Linked DNA regions of Danio rerio: region 2 is linked to region 1. Evidence: chromatin contacts called from public HiCAR-type data. All regions are on one chromosome and are shown on one strand. Each heading gives the region's core, a stretch centred on a gene start, on an enhancer-like site or on the middle of the called end of the contact. The rest is flanking DNA. Distances are from core to core; before and after follow the strand shown. Region 1 overlaps baiap2a (BAR/IMD domain containing adaptor protein 2a). Region 2 overlaps baiap2a (BAR/IMD domain containing adaptor protein 2a).

Evidence for each region. HiCAR-type assays count read pairs that join an accessible place to other places.
Region 2: a HiCAR-type map of caudal fin shows a contact between it and region 1, with 6 times the contacts expected there. The contact joins two enhancer-like sites. A contact is called at or near these places in 1 of 18 Hi-C or Micro-C datasets (gastrula embryo) and 1 of 4 datasets of contacts at active chromatin or transcription factors (caudal fin).

Annotation. Positions count from the first base shown.
Region 1 is chr3:54,207,921-54,212,930 of GRCz12tu, forward strand. All of the region lies in intron 1 of baiap2a (BAR/IMD domain containing adaptor protein 2a), which reads left to right. Among named protein-coding and RNA genes, the nearest start is that of baiap2a, 15 kb to the left of the region's middle. Within about 2 kb of position 3,756, at least 3 of the 62 cell types and tissues checked have an H3K27ac peak or open chromatin away from gene starts, as enhancers often do. A contact at or near this core is called in caudal fin, where this site is marked.
Region 2 is chr3:54,313,334-54,318,069 of GRCz12tu, forward strand. The region is part of intron 3 of baiap2a (BAR/IMD domain containing adaptor protein 2a); the gene reads left to right. Among named protein-coding and RNA genes, the nearest start is that of mir338-3, 110 kb to the right of the region's middle. Within about 2 kb of position 2,343, at least 12 of the 62 cell types and tissues checked have an H3K27ac peak or open chromatin away from gene starts, as enhancers often do. A contact at or near this core is called in caudal fin, where this site is marked.

The sequences.
Region 1 (5,010 bases), core at 2,506-5,005:
TTAGTAATCCTTTTATTTATTTATTTTTCATATATTCTGTGAAAAAGAAAACATTATTGTGACTTTTTGTTATAACTAAAGGCATGCATTGGAAAAAAGAAAATAGGTTTTCACATAATACATTCTTGTTGTCCCAACACAAATTGATTAAGTTAACCTAAATTTAAGTTTATTGAACATAAATTAATCAAGTTGACCCAAAATAATCAAACCCAAATACCCATAACCCAAAATAAAGTTGTTTCAGCTCATTTTAAACAAGTTAAACAAAAAGGATTTCTTTTGTTTTTGTATGCAAAATGTACAATTTTAGTTTTTTTTAGTAAAATATCCAAAACCCCCTAGAACAGAGTTACATGTTTTTCTAAATATACTTACGGTGTCATATTTTAAAAACTGTCAAATCCAGAGATATGAGCAATTTACCATAAGCAAGTTAGCAAGTAATAAGCATGTTTGTTTTGATATAAAACAGGGAAACATCAAAAAACTCTTTAATATTTTTTGTGTTTTATCAAGGGATCGCGGGACAAAGTGTTAAAGTTTAATAAAATTGAATAAACTAATAGAATTAACATATTTTAGTCATAACCTTCAGAAAATAAAAAAGTGTTTACTAGTTGCATAAAAAAAAAAATACATGTGGGAAAAAAAGCCATACGCCTTTTTTTTTTTGGATTACCCCTGGAGTGTTTACATTTATATTAATATCACATTATCAGTTGTAATATTTAATATTATTAGCATCAGTTGCTATTTTGATTTTACAGCACATGGTAAATACTGTAACACCTTTGCGGCACTCAAGTACATTAAAAATAAACATTTAAAAAAAAAAAACACAACTGAAGATAGAGGATGATCTGTGTGGCGGTCTCCAAAATTAAACCAATAATAGTTTTGTGTAGTAAACATTGAGCCCACCAGTCTCATTAGATGAAGTTAATATTAAATCAGAATTATTAACCCCCCTGAATTATTAACCCCCGTTTAATTTTTTGCCCAATTTCTGTTTAACGGAGATTATCTTAAAGGGGCTAATAATATCAACTTTTTTCTTTTTTTTATTTTTTAATTAAAAACTGCTTTTATTCTAGCCAAAACAAAATGAATAACACTTTCTCCAGAAGAAAAAAATATTATCAGACATACTGTGAAAATTTCCTCGTTATGTTAAACATCATTTAGGAAATATTTAAAAAATGAAAAAAATATGATAATAATTTAAAAGGTGGCTAATAAATTAGATTGCAACTGTAAATGACAAAAGAAAATAATAATAACATGATTTTTAGACTGTTCCACTTTTTTGTGTTGTCAATAAGCTTGTTTATATAGGACTATTGGTGTGTGAGTGTGTGCTTGTGCACCACTCTATACAACACATGTATGTTTATAACCATCTTTGAGGATTTTGGGGGGTCACGAGTCACTGGAATTGTTGTTTTGGGGGTCACAGACTCAAATTCGGGAACCCCTGTTTTATTAGACTGCACAGAGCATGTGCAAATGTATTTCGTGTTTTTAAAAATCACAGGCCAAGAGCACATTCTCCACATGATCACTCGTGGAAACACAGGAAGCAGTAGACTGTGGCATATTAAAAGCTCTAATAAGTTTAGAATTCTGCAGCATTCTCATACCATGAAATGAAAATCACAACTCCCATGATTACACATACAACTTTGGCTATGTGAACTTTGAGTACTAGCCCTGTAGCAGGGAATGTTATATACTGTGCCTTTAAATTGTTGTATTTAATGATTTATTTTGCATTGTATTCCTCAGAATTGCAAGCTTAAATCTCCCATGAGAGAGAATAAAGAAAAAGTGTAAATAAAACGATTAAATTTTCTATAATAATAGAGCTTTATTATTATACATGCTAATGCAATGTTAGCATGTGGCTTCATGTGTCTGTGGCGGTTACAGACTTCAGCTCGAGAGTTGCTTTTGAATATTTAGGGTTGTGGCTTTGATTCCAAGGTAAAATGTTGACTCTGCACTCACTAAAAATCCCCTTGGATTAAAGCGTTTGTTCTATTTAATGTACACGAAAAAAAGTATAGTCTATAATTGGGCCATTAAAGCTGCTAGAGGAGTTTCGCTAACTGCTACTTTGCTAATTTTCTAACCACACCACAACTTTCTTCATCTGTTGTGTTGTATCGCTCAGTGATCTGTTGTTTTATTGCTTGGTAATTTTCATCAGTTTGTCTGTTGTTCGGTCATGTATTCCATCGGTCATCTATTTGTTTGATTCATCTTTTCTAATGTTCTGTCTGTCATTCTTGCTGATGTTAAATCTTATTGTACAAACATGGTTTTGTTATTGTTTTTATCTTAATTCTGTTGTTCAATCATTCTGTTTATAGTTGTATGATTTATCATCTTGCAAACTATTGGCCTGCAAGTCATTCTGTTTATCTTTCTATCGTTTTAGCATTTTAGCATTTATCTGTCTATTCTGTATGCATGTCTGTTGTTTTTTTTTTTTTTTGGTCTGTAGCTTTGTTGTTGTCATTATCCATCCATTCTATCATTTCATCTTTCTTCCGAAGATCAAATTCAAATATCATCATTCTATTGTTCTTTCAATGGATGTCTATTGCTATATACATTTTGTCATTCTATCTTTTGTGATGTCTTTTTTCTATCTATTGTTCTATCATGTCTAACATTCTATCATTATATCATTCTATTTGTAGTTCTATGGTTATATCTTTATTTATCATTCTGTCTTTTTATCTTTTGTTCTATCAATCATTCAATATATCGTTTTATCATTTTATCTATTGTTCTATCGTTCTATTTATTGGTCTGTCTGTCTGTCTGTCTGTCTGTCTGTCTGTCTGTCTGTCTCTCTGTCTGTCTCTCTATCTATCTCTCTATCTATCTATCTATCTATCTATCTATCTATCTATCTATCTATCTATCTATCTATCTATCTATCTATCTATCTATCTATCTATCTATCTATCTATCTATCTATCTATCTATCTATCTATCTATCTATCTATCTATCTATCTATCTATCTATCTATCTATCTATCTAAGCCTTCCATCCATCCATCTTAGCTAGCTGTATGTCTGTCTGTCCATCCTATCCATCTGTCCATCTATCCATCCATCCCTCGGTCTTTCCATCTATCATTTTCTATCTATCATTCTTTCTATCTGTTTTTCTGTCGTTCTATGCCTATCTATCTGTCTATCGTTTAGTCTATCATTCATTTTATCTTTATGCCTGTCCTTCTGTCTCTGTCTGTCATTCTATCTATCTGTCTGTTGTTCTATCTATCTGTTGGTTGTTCTATAAATCAGTTCTGTCATCGTTCTTTCTATATATTATTCTGTCTATCATTCTATCATTGTTTATCATTCTGTCTGTCTGTCTGTCTGTCTGTCCTATAGGTCTGTCTGTTGTTCCATCATCATATATATCTTTTTATGTCTTTCTATCCATCTGTTTATATACCGTTTAAAAAAATAAAATAATAATCTTCATAAAGCGCATACTTGCATATTTAAATTCCGATATGGGGTTTTAGAATACTAAAATTAAAACTTCTTGGCTGAATTATTTATGGCCAGATTTGTATAGGCTAGAGTAGTATTTCCAACCTAAGAGGAGATTACATTGAGTGTGCATGTGTGTGGTGATTGATTGAAAACTCCTCCAGCAGGGCTGATCAGGGTGGAGGAGAAACATGCCTCATCACGTCTACAGGTGAAACAATGTGATAGGAGTGTCTCTAAAAACACCTCCCCCAAATAGCCAACTAAAACTGATGTAAAACGTGGTTACCAAGTTTACACAATCCAAGGGGAAACATATAGGTGTGTCCATATACAATTTTATTTTTTTTCATCTTTTGTTTCGATGACTAATATTGGAGAACGGAAATAACAAGCCAAGGTTTCAGTTACAATATGCATATTACTCTGCCATAAATCTGCTTGATGAAGGCGTTATCATTGCCGACAGGCGTGGAATTTCATTTGTTCAGGGACTCATTTCATCAGAAGATCACCAGGAGTGCACACAGCTATAGTTTTTCCCTTTTTTTCTTCTTTTTTTGAAGTAGTGAGGATGTATCTTTCATGTGGGAAATCCGGACAGGTGGTTTCTTAGCAACGATGTGCAACAAAATGTTTTTGTCATGCCATACTGCGAGATACACAGACCGCTGATAGAAACTGACATTAAGAAAATGTATTTAGTTCAATTCATCAATAATTCATAAAAGGTTCATGTTATGCGGCTAATGCGCTAATGGATGACCCATTTTAGATCTGGTTTTCATTTTGTCTTGGTCTTTTAAGTAATAATTTACTTCGAATGAAAATCTGGCCATCACCCATTATGACTACTGCTTCTTTAGAATGCAAAAAGATGATGATGAAACTACTTTTTTCTCATCACAAATGCATCTAAAAAATAGTCTTTCACAACTTATTAGCTAAATGTTAAGTCTTAGGTAGTCTTCAGAGGCCTACAATATATTAAACAATAAATAAATACACATTTGAATGTGTTAAAGTGGTATTTTACCTAAAATAGACAATTCCTTCATTTCCTTCTACTCCAGTTGTTCAAAATCTTTCTTTCTTCTGTTAAACACAAAACAAGACATTATGAAAAATGTAGGAAAAAACAGCCATTGAACTTCATGGTATTTTTTATTTATTTTTGTTTGTTTCTGATATGGATGTTAGTGGCTTTTTTTTTTTTTAAAGCACAGAAGACTCATTAAAGTTTAAAATAAATTTAAATGAGTAAATGAAAATAAGAAACATTAATAACAATATTTTGAAACAATAGATTTTGATATAGAGGGTCATTTTCTGCTGGAGATACTGAAGCCCTGAAAAAATAAATAAAATAGTCACTAAAAAAGCATTAAAAAAAAACAAAAAAAAAAAAAAAACAAACAAACTGTACACTTACCTTGGGAACAGTATCACAGAAAATTCTGGCAGTTTTAAAACCTTGACTTTTCCAAACCG
Region 2 (4,736 bases), core at 1,093-3,592, 100 kb after region 1:
ATGAATAATGCATATTTTAAGCATCAGGAAAAGGATGTACCTGTCAAAACACTGTGACACGTTACTTCAACCAATTTGTGATTAGATTTTCCTTTGTTGTTCAGTAGCATTAGTATGAATGTTCACTAGAACAACAACAGTTCAGCTAAAATGACTGCATGTGTGAATGAAAACTGGACACATAGCCGACCAACACGTCCTTCAGTTTATATAACTTTATTTAGGTTAATTGTCACTACCCTAAAATACAATAATAATGCATTATGTGCTTTCATCAATTCTCAAATTTGTGAATTGTGTATAGCTAGATTTGTAGAGTGTTGTGTTGTAGCATAAACATCATGGGTTCGATCCCAGAGAACACATGCACTGGTAAAATGCTTTACCTAGAATGGTACATAAAATTTTGTTAGTTTAAATGGTGCGTAAAGGACCATCAAAACTATTTATTTTTTAATTAAATGTGCACCAAATATGAAGGTAAAGTTCCAAACAAAGCTTTTTAATAAAAATGGGTGGTCAAACAAGCAAGGGTAAACAGGAGCACTGGCAACAACTGGGAAAATCCCAAGGTTGATCCAGATAACAGACGAGGGTCAGGGCAGGCATAAAAAAATCAAAAACATAATAAACAGTCCAGAGATCTAAATGCAGAGAAGCAAACACAGGAAAATGCTTTGAATTGCACATAAACTGTAACAAGACTCCACAATGGGTGCGCAGGTGAATGGAGTTTTTTTTTTTTTTTTTTTTTTTTTTTAAGTGTAAATGATTTTTTTAGCTGTTTGTCAGTTCAGATTGGTAACAGCTGTAGCAAGTGTTTTGGCATAAAGCATTATGGTAGTTGTAATCCAGATGAATAGTATATTCAAGTAAGTGTATACAGATAGCTAAAGTGCCCTGCAATAAGTTTTATGGACAATCCAGGTGATATTCTTAACAGTTTTAAAATGCATTTTGATTGATTACGCTGATCACGTAATTCAACACATGTAGCAAAATGCTGTCAATGTTTTTGCATCCACTAGAGGGTGATATTGCTAGAACAACTTTAACACTGCTATCATTTCAACGGAAACACATTTGATTGGAGAATGATAAAGACGCGACTGACGAAGCAAAGTTTACTTTTTTATGGAAAAATTACAAGACGCAACAGATGGTTAACGTAAAGCATGCAGGAAACATAAGCAGTTTACAAAATGTGTGTGGACATTAATAAACCAATAAAAGAGATTCGTCTTAACCAAAACACACATTCAGTGTGATCAAATAGTCAAATTGACCACCCAAACACTTCAGCGTCTCCTTATTCCAGTGCCTTTTAAAAATGTGTGCTTCTGTTGCCTGGCAACTTTTTGCTAACAAAACAATAACTATCTGATAGCGAAAACACAATTTCAGATATGTCTTTTAACTCTTAGAAACTGCATTTTCACTGCGGTGTAAAAACGTCGCTCTCCTGCTTGCCAGACAAAGTCAAGTGTGAACTTTTTTGGGCTGTCTATTAGCTAACTTGTACACAATTACAGTGGTCCCTCGTTATTCTTGGGAGTTACATTTTAAAACTAACACACAATAGGCCAAATCCGTGAAGTATTCAGCTTTATTTTTAAACTATTAAAGATGTTTTAAGGCTGTAAAACCCTCACTACACACTTCATACACTTCTCTCATCAACATTTTCACACTTTTCTCTTTTGTTTAAACAAACACTCTCAAAGTTCAAACCTTTGTAGAAATATAAGTCCAGTATTATAGAATGAAACTAGAGATCAAAACCTGTTGTCAGGTGTAAACATTCATCGCTGTCAGCAAAAGGTTCATAAAGTGTTTTAGCTTTTGTGCAGATAATGTTCGCGTCCAGCGTCATCTAGCATCATGCAGACAGCTGCCGACTTGTGGCTCAATAGAAAGGTTGCATATAAAAATGACGTGGCAAATATTCAATCCGTTGAGAAATGAAATGCTTTAAAACAAAACTGTAGGTCATAATGAGTCACAAGTACAAAGAAATGAAGTGTTTATTTGTGGTTTTGTTATATGAGGAAACTCTCCATAACACAGTGTGACATAACTAAGCACTTTGCGATGCACCATAGGATATTTTGTTATTGTCAGTCGCAGCACCGTGGGGAGTGATGTAATTTGCAAAGCAGCCGATCCATTAATGTTCAGCTGATCCTCGAAGTCCTCCATTTTGTTCTTGAGTGTGGGTTTGGCTGGAAGCCGCAGCGTTTCGAGTGTTCCTGATTCCCCGCAGCGATGCACACTTGACCATTGTCAGTGATTCACTCGTCCTCCTCCTCCTCCCAGACTGGTCGGGCCTGTCAGGTTTGCCTGCGGCGGCCTGCACTTCTTTCACAGGCGGTGACGAAACTCCTGCTCTTCAGATGTACTGAACTGGTGTTTGCATATAGAGGTGAGATCGGGACAGGAAGTACAGGGACCTTGATTTGACTAGTGTTTTTCTTTTCTTTTTTTTTTTTTTTGCACGCATATTTCTGTCCGAGTACAGACATGCAAGACTGCAGGCGCAGATTTTCCCAAGAGAATCTGCTCTGCTGACTGACAGGTGTCTATTATTCACTGTACTACTTGGAGATTGTGTGGAAGAAATAAATTCAATTATTATTAATACTAGTAGTAGTTGTTGTCACTTTACTTCTTTCATTCACTTATTTTATTTTATTTTTTCAATAGATAAGAACATTTATCATTGTGGCAAAGTAGTTTTAATTCCCCAATAATATTTTTCAAATGTAAAACATTTCTAGGATCATTTGTTCACATTCTTGAAAATCAAATGTCTTAAAAATAAGTCACACTAAAATTATTATTTATAATTCTAAACTGGTGGTTGTTTTCAATAAGAGTTATATTAGTGCGTGCACATGCGTGTGTGTGTATCTGTGTTGCAGTGTGTCTGTCTGCAGTGGCCATGCCTGTTTTGCGGTCTGTCAGTACTACATCAACAGGAATGCAGACGTCACTGTTGCGTTTTAAAGAGCTGAGTGTGTAGGCTACACACACCGCCACACACAGAGCTCCTGTCAGAAATGTCCAAGATGAGACTCGCTTTCACAGCAAAATAAAACAAAACAAAAACACTACACGCCTTTACCAGTATGTCACATCAAAGGCCTCATATCAGATACATTGTTTCATGTATAGACAATATTCTGCTGACATTTTTTAATTTGATAACAGCTTCACTCCTGGTTTCCTTTGATTCATTTGACCTGAGCTGAACAGAATCAGAGTTTCAGCTCAGAGCTGCTTACAAAGTGAATAAATGATCTGAGGGTTGAAATCAGTCATTCATGGGGATTTGGATGTGTTCATTTTTTGTAAAGAAAGCTCTGTGTCAACATGTACAGCATTTTGAGTTTTGAGAGTAATGTTTAAATGCTGTAGTTGAACTTCTACACAATTGTTTTGCAATGGAGGAACAAATAAAGCCATACATAAACAAATAAATGATTGCATAAGTGAGTCATTGAATGATCTATCTATCAATCTATTATACATAATGTAATTTCATAAAGGTTACACACAGGCTAATGCCTAATTTGTTTTTGGTTGTCTCTGCCCCTTTGTTAACTCATTGTTCTCATTGTCTTTGAGCCCATTTATTTCAGTCTTTGTTTGTTTGTGGTCATTAGCTTTTCCTTTTCCTGTCATATTGCCAATTCTTGTACTTTGGGTTTATTAATAAACTTTACTGCAGTTTGATTAACTCCCTTCGTGTCCACCATACTATATATGCACCATACTATATATGTAAATAGTTTACTATTCACAGTCATTATTTACTAATTACAGTTATTACAGTGTCAGTGAGTTACACAAATGTCGAATTATTCAGTGTTTTTTTTTTTTTTTGCTATGAGAAAATAAAAAAAAATAAATAATATTAATGTTTATTTTATATAGTGACTTTTCTGTGCTCGAGGACGCTCCAGTGCTTAGTTTGCTTTGTTTGTTTGTTTGTTTGCTTTGTTTGTTTGTTTGTTAATTGGTTAGTTGGTTTCATCTTAAAAATCAAAGTCATTGAATGCAACATTCCAAAAACAAATAAATAAGCTCACTAACAAAATAAACCAGCGAAAGGATGAAGGAAAGAAGGAAAGAAAAAAAGAAAGAAAGGAAGAAAGAAAGAAAAAAGGTTACACTTTATTTTGATGGTTGGCTTGATCAATTTAAGTTACATTCCATCTGCATGCCAATTAATTCTCAATAGATAATAAGTAGACTGTTAGGTTGGGGTTAGGGTTAGTGTAAGCTGACATTACTTGCGAAGTTTCTTATAGTCAGTTAAATGTCGGTTGAAGGAGCAATATCAACAGATATTAAACAGACAGTTTACTAATACTCAAATGGACCATCAAAATAAAGTGTTCTGAAAACAGAACAGTTAGCACGCATACCAACAGTTTAGCCAGCAATTAATCATATACTTATTAATCAGATGACCTGCATGTTTTGTGAGTTTCAGATGTCAATTATTTAAAGAAATGTATGTGTGTGTAGAATGAGATTAAGGGCCGCAGTGTCTGTATGTGTTTGTAGTGCTGCATTGGTTATTTGTGCATGATCAGTCAAGAGATCAGCCTGATTAAGCAGTTAAGCTGGTTTAGCTGTCCTGCTATGTGCCTGCAGACTATTAAGTGAGTCTGAATGTTTGTCTTCATTCTGCACTAAATGCATGTTTAATCAGACCTCTGATTGTCTGC